Linked DNA regions of Sus scrofa: regions 1 and 2 are each linked to region 3. A link is a contact called in public HiChIP or PLAC-seq data. All regions are on one chromosome and are shown on one strand. The core of a region is the stretch at or near the end of the contact, and the rest is flanking DNA. Distances in the headings are between cores, read along the strand shown. Region 1 has its middle 39 kb from the start of FAHD2B. Region 2 holds the start of MRPL30 (39S ribosomal protein L30, mitochondrial). Region 3 holds the start of REV1 (DNA repair protein REV1).

Region 1 (2,929 bases), core at 140-2,639, 360 kb before region 3:
GGCTCTGGTGTAGGCTGGCAGCTACAGCTCCGATTAGACCCCTAGCCTGGGAATCTCCATATGCTGAGGCCATAGAAAAGAACCCCCCCCCCAAAAAAAGAAAAGAAGAAACCCTATGACTCCACCTATATGTGATTAATACCTAGAATAATCAAATTCATAGAAACAGAAAGCAGAATGGTGGTTTCCAGAGGCTGGGGCAAGAGGGAAATGGGAAGTTAGTCTTTAATGGGTACATAGTTTCAGTTCTGTAGGATGAACATGTTGCGTTGGAGGGTGGTGATAGTTGAACAATAATATGATTGTACTTAATATTACTGAACTGTACACTTAAAAGTGGGTAAAGTGGTAAGGTTTGTGTTATGTATATTTTACCATAATTTTTAAAACAGCAATAAAATATCACATTATACCTATGCGGGAGGCAGAATTCTAAGATAAGCCCTGGTGCCCAAGCCCTTATATAACCCTCTCCCCTTGAACATGGGCAGGGCCTAGAACTTGCCTTTAACCAGTAGAATATAAAAAAGCTGGTAGAATATCAACCCCCTAATCAGGTTATGCTATAAGAAACATGTGAAGGGAATTTGCTGATGTAATTAAAGTCCCTAATAAATTGGCAAATGCTGCTCGGGTGGCAAAGTGCTGTGAGAGTGGCATATGGAGAGCGACAAAGGAAGCCTCCATCCTGCCTTTCTATTAGTAGTGAATGCCTTTTCTTTTTTGTCTTTTGTCTTTTTTAGGGCTGCACCTGCAGCATATGGAGGTTCCCAGGCCAGGGGTTGAATCAGAGCTCTAGCTGCCAGCCTATGCCACAGCCACAGCAATGCCAGATCTGAGCCGTGTCTGTGACCTACACCACAGCTCATGGCAATACCATATCCTTAACCCACTGAAGGAGGCCAGAGATCAAACCCCCATGCTTGTGAATACTAGTTGGGTTTGTAACCTGCTGAGCCACAACAGGAACTCTCAGTAGTGAATGATGTGTATTGTGAAGGCCTGAAAGCCAGGCTCAAATTGTATTTTAAGTTTGTGTGTGTGTGTGTGTGTGTGTGTGTGTGTGTGTTTGTGTGTGTGTTTTAACAAAGAGGATTTTTTTACTCAAATGACTAAAATGTCCAGAGGTAGCTTTCAGGCAAAAATGGATTCAGGCGCTCTGATAATGTCACTAGGATGTCCCTTCGTGCCTTTCCAATCTGCTTCCCTCTGAGTAGGTTTCATTCTTAGGCTGAGCCCCTTGGGGGACAAAGATGGTCCCCAGCAGCACCAGTTGTACACTGTCCAGCTAGCAAACCCAGAGGTGTGGGCGTCCCCTTCCCAGGGGTTCCCACAGAAGCCCCAGAGCTGATGCTCTCTGGCCCAGAATGAGTCACACACCCATGCCTGAACCAGCCCCTGTGACTCTGATGGCCAGGCCAGGGTGGCACAGCAGCCTGGCTCAGTGAAGGGGAGTTTGGCACAGGAAACCGCACAAGCAAAAAGCCCAGCCACGTGAAGCTGGAACAGCAGACACAAAGTTCCCTGCTGCTTGGCAATTCTTGGACAAAGGGCACCATCTGAAAGGTGTGATCAGATCTGCAATTTGCTGGGCAGCTGGTAGTGGGTGGCTTGGGGAGAGTGGTGACATTCAGGCCCTCTAGCATGTTCTCCAAGAAAGAATGTGCCTCAAGAAGTACCTCCCCCCAGGCCCTTCTTCCTGCCAAAGAGTCCCTTTTCCAGAGAGCAGAAGCTGGTGTGCTCAGTGTTTCAACACAAATGCCTGGGGGAGGGCTTGCCTGCTTGTCCTGGGTCATTTGCAAAAATGAAAGCAAATCTATATAATCAGTTGCCAGAAAAGTGCTTAACTGCCTGTATTCATTCTGCACCAGGAGAGCTGAGAGCTGCAGGACAGAATGGTCTCACTCCTGTCACAAAACCCCATTCTGGGCCAGCCCCAGGGCCTGGGGATTCTCCAGAACTTAACCCCCAGCCTTTCTGCCCTAGCCAGCCCACAAGCAGCTGGAGGGGGGTTGCTGGCATTGTCTCCTGGACCCCTGAGGGCTGGGCTGGGCCATGCTGGGAAGTGGTCTGGGCATTCTGAGGATCAGAAATAGCCTTCTCTTATGTGGCCCCCACATAACCTCTCCCCAAACCACTCCTCCCCACTGCCTGGGGTTTTGAATGCAGTTCCCACCTCTTTCTGGCTGGGGTAGGCAGCGTGATTTTGTCATGAGCAGCTAGCCACATGAGGCTGAATCCCAACTGTGTGGGCAAAGAACTGGTAGCATGGCTTTCCCCCAGAGTAGGGCGGCTTGGTGCTGGTCTGCACCTGCCTCTGGAGCAGGACATGGAGCAGAGGGAGATGTGGGGATTAGTTACAGTGCTTTTGGCTGCAAGGAACAGAAGGCCCACCTCAAAGGGGCTTAAACAAGAAAGGTGATGCTCCTCCTGTGCACAGAAGCCCCAAGGTAGGACAGCCCAGGACTGCTCAGCCCAGGACAGCCCAGGACTGCTCAGTATCAACAGAGACCCAAGCTTCTCTCCCCTTTCATGCTGCTCACTTCAGTGAGCCAGTTCTCAGGCCAGCTTCCCTCATGATCACAAGATGGCTGCCATGGTTCTAGCCATCACATCCAGCAGGGGATAGCATCCAGCAGAGGAGATCACCTCTTCCTGGACATGCCTATTGAAGAGTGAGGGAACTTACCCCAGAGTCACTCTCATTGATTTTCTGTCATGGCTCACTGGACAGAATTACATCACACACCCATTCTTGGTCCATTTCTAGCAGAGGACACAGGAAAACCACAACGGGCTTACATGGACTCCCCTGTAGCACAGGATTCTAATACTCCAGCAGCATCTGCTGCACCAGGACAAGGATGTTCTTCTCACTCAGAGATAGTGGAGAAGGGATTGGAATTCTAGTCCTGTTTTCTCCACCAGT
Region 2 (3,076 bases), core at 545-3,044, 280 kb before region 3:
TCCACTTCTTCTTCAAAGCCCCTCTCAAAAGTCACCTCCACCTTTTCCACCCCCAAATGACCTTTAACCGTTTAAATACTCATTGCATTTGTCTACATTGCTCCCTACATGCTCCCTGCACTATCAGAGTTATTTGCATTTATACCCTAACCTGCAAGATCACATCACTGTCTCTGTAACTGCTATGGTATCAGTGGACCACACACAGTGGCAGAACTGTGATTCTCCTGCCTCAGATTCCACTCTGTTCATCATCTCTCCTTTTGGGGGGGGGGAGGTCAGTAGAGCAGAGTCTTTAAAGCCTTGGGTTCCAATTGTGACTCTACCAACAGTGACAGAACTGCAACGTGAGCTTCCCTCACCCACTCCCAAAGGGGTAGGATCTCAGTTCCCAGACTAGGGATCAAACCCAGGCCCCCAAAGTGAAAGTATCAAATCCTAACCACTAGACCACCAGGGAATTCCTGCCACTTTAGTTTTTATGCTGCAATGAGAATAACATCATCTCCTACCTCTGAGGGTAATTTTCAGGATGGATCAAGATCATGCCGTTAATATACTCTGCAGACTGCCTGGCACTCAGCACTCATAAATATGACAGTTACTTTCACTGTTAAGGTCATCATCATTATCAAAGGGTCCCTGTCCAAAGTGGAGCTTCATAGTTCTGAGAAAAGCACCTAACCTTGAAGAGCGGTCTCTGCTGTCTCAAAGCTTCTGAAACACATCAGAAGCACTCAGGCTAAGAGGCACAAAGGGGAAATCTTAGGCCAGACTGGGAGCTCTGGGGGGTGGGGAGCAGGAGCTGGTCTTAGTTTAAAACATAATTACTGGGTATTTACTATGGGCCAGGGATTGTGCAGAGTGTTAAGGGTTATTTGGGATCTTCTCAACATGGAATAACTATGTAACAGAAAGTATTAACTGTCTCCTCTGACAACCTGAAACATTTCTCACACCAAATTTCAGTACACCCATTTCTCCTCAAAAAGCTTTTTTTTTTTTTTACTTTTAATGAAAATGTTTACTGAGAAAAGAAAAAGGGTGTAACTATCACCTAGATTTAAAAATTGTTAGCATTTTGTCATATTTGTTTCAACTTTCTTTTAAAGTAAAAATCAATCCAGACAGCATAATTCTTCCCAAACACTTCCAGCCTGCATCTCTAAAATTAAGAACAAAATTTGAAAAATAACACATTGCCTAACAAAGTTAATAATGTTAACATCCCCAATCCATATTCGAACTTTCCAAATTGATCCTAAAACGTCTTCTATAGTTTGTTCAAACCCAAGTTCTATCAAGGCTATCTATTATCTATTTGATTATGTCTCAAAATTCTAAATAGTAACCCCCCCTTTTACTGACGACATCAACCTATTAAAGATATTAAAGAAACCAGTCCAACAGCAAATACCCCACCAAATGTATTTGCTGATTCCTTGCGGGGCACAGGAATGCTTTTAACTCTTTCACTCCCGCCCAGACACAGTGGGATGCAGCTCCTTTTCCCGGTCCTCCCTACCCGGCTCATTGCTCACCTTTCAGAACCTGCAGGAGCAGGTCAATCCCCTCCTGGTAACACACCAGAGCTTGTGGATACCGTGACTCGGACTCTAGTTCCAACGCCCGCTTTATCACAGTGACTGCAGCTGCACTCCCAGCCTCCGGTCCCAGCCCCGACTTCGCCATAATTCCGGAAACTTACCTCCACTTCAAGCCAGGCTGGGGTGGGTGGGGTTTGCAGCACTCTGGGGAGTGGTCACGAGATGCCAGTGCGCCTGCGCTCTGGGACTCCTGCTTGGGAAGGACTCGGGCGGAACTAAACTGCGGGTGTGGGCAGGATGACGAACGGGTTTGAATGTGGCACTTTCTGTCCTCCCTCTGCTCTGCTTCCCCTTGGTGGTTAACCTCAGGCTGCAAGTCGTTTAGCTGTCGCTGGTGAGTGCGGAATGAGCGGAATGCAAAAAGTACATTTTTGCCAGGAATAGGTATCTGGGAGCCTTAAGCAGACGTGGATTGACTTTCTCTATTCAGTTCTAGTTTGCGGGTCACAGCACCTGAATGGGCTTGCCCCAGATGCTGTCCCTTTGGCTCCCGAAAAGCCTTTAGCCGGCGGGAACCTGTTTCCCAGTTAGAAGAATCCCTTGACGCGGCCTGTGGAGCCCCGTCTCCTGGAGCTCAGGGAAGAGCCGCCTGGGCTGGGCAATCTTGGGGGAAGGGGAATTCAAGTGTGTATTAGCATTCTCTGTGCTTCTGCTTTATTCATAACTTCGGCTTTCCACTGGGGTCCGCATAACTGGAGTTGTTAATGGAGATACAAAATGGTCTAATCCAAAAATTGCTGCATTTTAGAAGGTAAACCCTCCAGAGCTGGCAGTTAAAGTATTTACCGTTTTATTAAAAGTCGTGATTTTGCAACCCCGTTTTGATCGCCACCTACGTAAAGCTACCTGTTCAGAGTTTATTTTTGTTTTTGTTTATTTGGGGTTCTTCTCTAAGAGGCTGCTTAATAGTTAGGCATGAGAAGTTCAAAGAGACATTTCTTGCCTTCAGGGATGTCGGTTTATTGAAAGGGAAATTGTGCGTTCTGCATTTTCAATAGTGTTTCCCCCCTTTTATCATTTTGTCTCTTTAGAAAAAGAATTAGTTGTGTGTGTGTGGTTTTTTTTTTTTTTTTTTTTTTTTTTTTTAGTAACAGTTACTTGCGTAGTCATTGTAAAATAACAACAAACCTATCAGATATTACAGAGGGGAAAAAAAGGAAAAATCGCCCTATTAGCCTAACCCCCTCTCACTGGGTATGCTAATGATTCTGTGATAGCCCTCCGGAGTTTTTCTGTGTTTATATACACATTCACAGACATTTTTTTTTAAAATGGAAATGGGATCATACTGCTCTTATGATGCATTTGTTTTTCTCCTTTTGTATTTGTCAAGAGAAAACTTATTGTACAGTAAAAGACAGAATAATGCTTCACAATCCTAGAATGAGATGCCTAATTATTAAGAATAACCTTTACTGGATTTCCCTGGTGGCCTAGCAAGTTAACAATCTGGCATTGTTACTACTGTG
Region 3 (2,822 bases), core at 158-2,657:
CGGAAGTACAGGGAGGGAACTACAGGCTAGCACCATCTGCTCTAAGCCAAGGATACGTGGGAAAGCTGCGATGAAGTTTGGAAAGCCTGTAGAAGTTAACAGGATGGGTTACTGTGCAGTCCCCAGAAAGAAGCAAGGTTGTGACTGTCCTACCTTAAAGAGGAAATGGCTAATTCTCAATCCTACAGTGGAGAGGCCAAGCAAAAGCAGACACATACAATTCAGCATCGTTAAAGTCCTTACCAGTTAGCTACAAGCCCTTTTATGGCATCTACTAGTCTATGTTATTTTCACCTAAATACCACTTCCACGCTTAGTTATCTGAAAAGACGTGAGAAACAGAAATCATCTGCAATCTTTTTTTAAATCGGGGGGGGCCGGGTGTCAACTCAGGAGTGATACACCAAGATATTTCTTTACACACTGGGTTTCAGTAGTAAAAGCGGTTAGAGAGAAAAGGAAATGCCCCTTTCCATCGGCACAGGTGCTGAATCATTTTCACAGGAAGCGAAGCGGCAGGTGTGAAAGGGGCACTTGTCAGGACACCTGCGGAAAGGTGCCCTGCACAGCGAGGCAAGAGATAAGTAACACGGAAAACGAAGTGAGGAGAAATTGCCTTCGGAGAGTCGGACACCAATTCCGGGATCCAGTGGGGGGCGAGGGGGCTGCTGCGGAATGAAGGGGGGCGATGCCGCGGAAGGAGACCGGGTGGAGAATCCAGCGCTTGACCCCAGCCGACTGCAGGCGCCGCTCCCCAGCCACCCGCCGGACGCGCGCCCGAATGAATGGCGCGGGACTGAATGGCCGGCCCGGCGCCGGCGCAGGAGGAGGGAGTTTGCGGCTCAGTCCGAGCGGGGCCCGGGAGGCGTCCGCCGGCGGGACGCGGGGGCGCGGCGAGCAGGGCCGCGGGCGCGAGTCGTCCGCGCGGCGCGTCGAAGGGGCGCCCGAGCGCGGGCGGCGGCGGGCCGGCCGCGCCATGGCGGAGGGGGAAGGGGAGGTCACGCGTTACATAACCCGGCAGCTGCGGCGCTCCGGGCGCCGCGGGCCGCCCAGGCCGCGCGACCACGCGCCGCGGTGGCCGGACTGGCGCGCCCTACCCCGCCCCGCCTCAGGCCGTCCGCGCTCGGGCCGCTGCCGGGCGACGCGGGGCCGGTCCCACCCCGCCCCCACCGCCGGCCCAGGGGTCGCTCACCTTCCGCGTTGCCCCAGACCACCATGCCCGGGCACGGCCGCCTCCTCCGGCCTCGCGGGCCCGGGCGCCGCCGCCGCCACCGCCGCCGCCGCACGGTGCCCTCGCTGGGGGCGGGGAAGAGGGCCGAGGGAAAGAGTCGCACTGCCGCGCCGCGGTCCACACTCGCCACACGCTCGCCGGGGCCGGTCTGCGCGCGCTCGGCGGCTGCTGTGCCCCTCCCCCTCCAGCGGGAGCGCGCGCCGCAGCTCCGCCCCGGGCCGCCCCTCCCCCTCCGGTGGCCGGCGCGCTCCCAGGCTCCACCCCGCCCCGCGGCGGCCCGCCCTGCGCGCGCGGCTGCGGCGATAGTCCCCGCCCCGGCCCGCACTACGCCTGGCGCGGCGCACGCGCCAGTTTCCAGCCCTGCCCCGGGCGACCCTAAACGACTCGCTCGGCGCCCCTCCCCAGCCCGCCCGCAGGGGGCACGCCTCCGCGGCACGTGACCGTCTCTCTCGCCTGGAAGGAGAGGAGCGCCGCGCTGGCCCGCCTTTCTCATCTTGCCGCCAGCCCTGCAGCCCGAGACCTGAGGCCTCTAAGTCCGGGTCGCGGCGCTGTCCTCGCCTCAGTGAATCTCCGCCCCACTCTGCACTCCCCAATTGGGAGGACACAAGTGCAGGGACTGACCATGCTTAAAACCCTAGAAGACAGGTCTGAAGATCCGCAAAACACCCGGGTGCCCCGCCACTAGCACTTGATTTACAGTGACATCTAGTGGAGAAAGGGACACACGTGAACTGAGACTGCTGTGTCAGGGAGCAAGTGGGAATGAGGGCCCACAGAGGTTAGTGGGAATGTACACTGCGCCACGGGATTTAAGCATTGCCAGCTCCCGCAGGGAGCTCGAACACTATTGCCCACGCGATGAATGCCCGCCTCCAATCACGTGGACATTTGTAAACCTTCGGCAGGTGTCACATTCCACAAATAGCACTGAGGTTACACGCGAAAGCAATTTGCCACTAATATAAAAACAAAAAAATCGAACGTTATGTATGCTTGAATACCATTTTAATTGAGGGCCTTCCAGCAAAAGACCGTAAAATAAAAGTTACGTAAGGACCATTTCCCCCCTTGGCAGAGTTGGTTTGCCTGGAGATCTCACGTTGGTATTGTATTACAGTACCAGTAGTCTTTATTGTTGTAATGCGCGAACATGACGCAAACATCCCTGTAAAGTCTCCACACTTTTCCCTTATTCCCTTACCTAAGAGTCTTGAGTTTGCACGTGCTTAGGAAACAATTAGTACTCTTGTGAAAACTTATTTTTGCAGAGCTGAGACATGTTTACTAGTAAGTCAGAGAATATTCAAATGACTTGTTTATTTTTTTAAATTAAGCCTCTTCGTTTTTGCCGTTTTATAGACTTATGAATGCACTTCGACTTCAGTATTCTTGTTAGCTAACGTCTCAAAGTCAGGTTGCATGCTTTTCTGAGACCTCACAACTTAATGCACATGGCATAATTTCAACAGGCTCACAGACAGTTGCCAGCTGCAAGATCAGGGTGTCGTCTGAGATGCCACAGAAGTGGCATCCCCTTATTATGTTTATATGTGTGTCAGTATATGTGTATATATGTGTGTGTCAGTATTCC

The links. HiChIP or PLAC-seq counts read pairs in DNA pulled down with a chosen protein or histone mark.
Region 1: an H3K27ac HiChIP or PLAC-seq map of alveolar macrophages shows a contact between it and region 3. The contact joins the enhancer-like site here to the promoter of REV1 in region 3. A contact is called at or near these places in 6 of 47 Hi-C or Micro-C datasets (embryonic fibroblasts, fetal skeletal muscle, heart right ventricle and 2 more) and 1 of 2 datasets of contacts at active chromatin or transcription factors (alveolar macrophages).
Region 2: a contact with region 3 is called in an H3K27ac HiChIP or PLAC-seq map of alveolar macrophages. The contact joins the promoter of MRPL30 here to the promoter of REV1 in region 3. A contact is called at or near these places in 2 of 47 Hi-C or Micro-C datasets (embryonic fibroblasts and heart right ventricle) and 2 of 2 datasets of contacts at active chromatin or transcription factors (alveolar macrophages and skeletal muscle).

The regions. Positions count from the first base shown.
Region 1 is chr3:55,131,016-55,133,944 of Sscrofa11.1, reverse strand. No RefSeq gene overlaps it. Among named protein-coding and RNA genes, the nearest start is that of FAHD2B, 39 kb to the left of the region's middle. Within about 2 kb of position 1,389, at least 8 of the 83 cell types and tissues checked have an H3K27ac peak or open chromatin away from gene starts, as enhancers often do. A contact at or near this core is called in alveolar macrophages, where this site is marked.
Region 2 is chr3:55,053,157-55,056,232 of Sscrofa11.1, reverse strand. MRPL30 (39S ribosomal protein L30, mitochondrial) reads left to right here and starts at 1,794. Exons shown (of 6, transcript XM_021087197.1): 1 at 1,794-1,941. It overlaps MITD1 (MIT domain-containing protein 1), which reads right to left and starts at 1,758. Exons shown (of 6, transcript XM_021087196.1): 1 at 1,542-1,758. The coding sequence starts at 1,692.
Region 3 is chr3:54,774,187-54,777,008 of Sscrofa11.1, reverse strand. It overlaps REV1 (DNA repair protein REV1), which reads right to left and starts at 1,407. Exons shown (of 23, transcript XM_021087184.1): 1 at 1,193-1,407. The coding sequence starts at 1,217.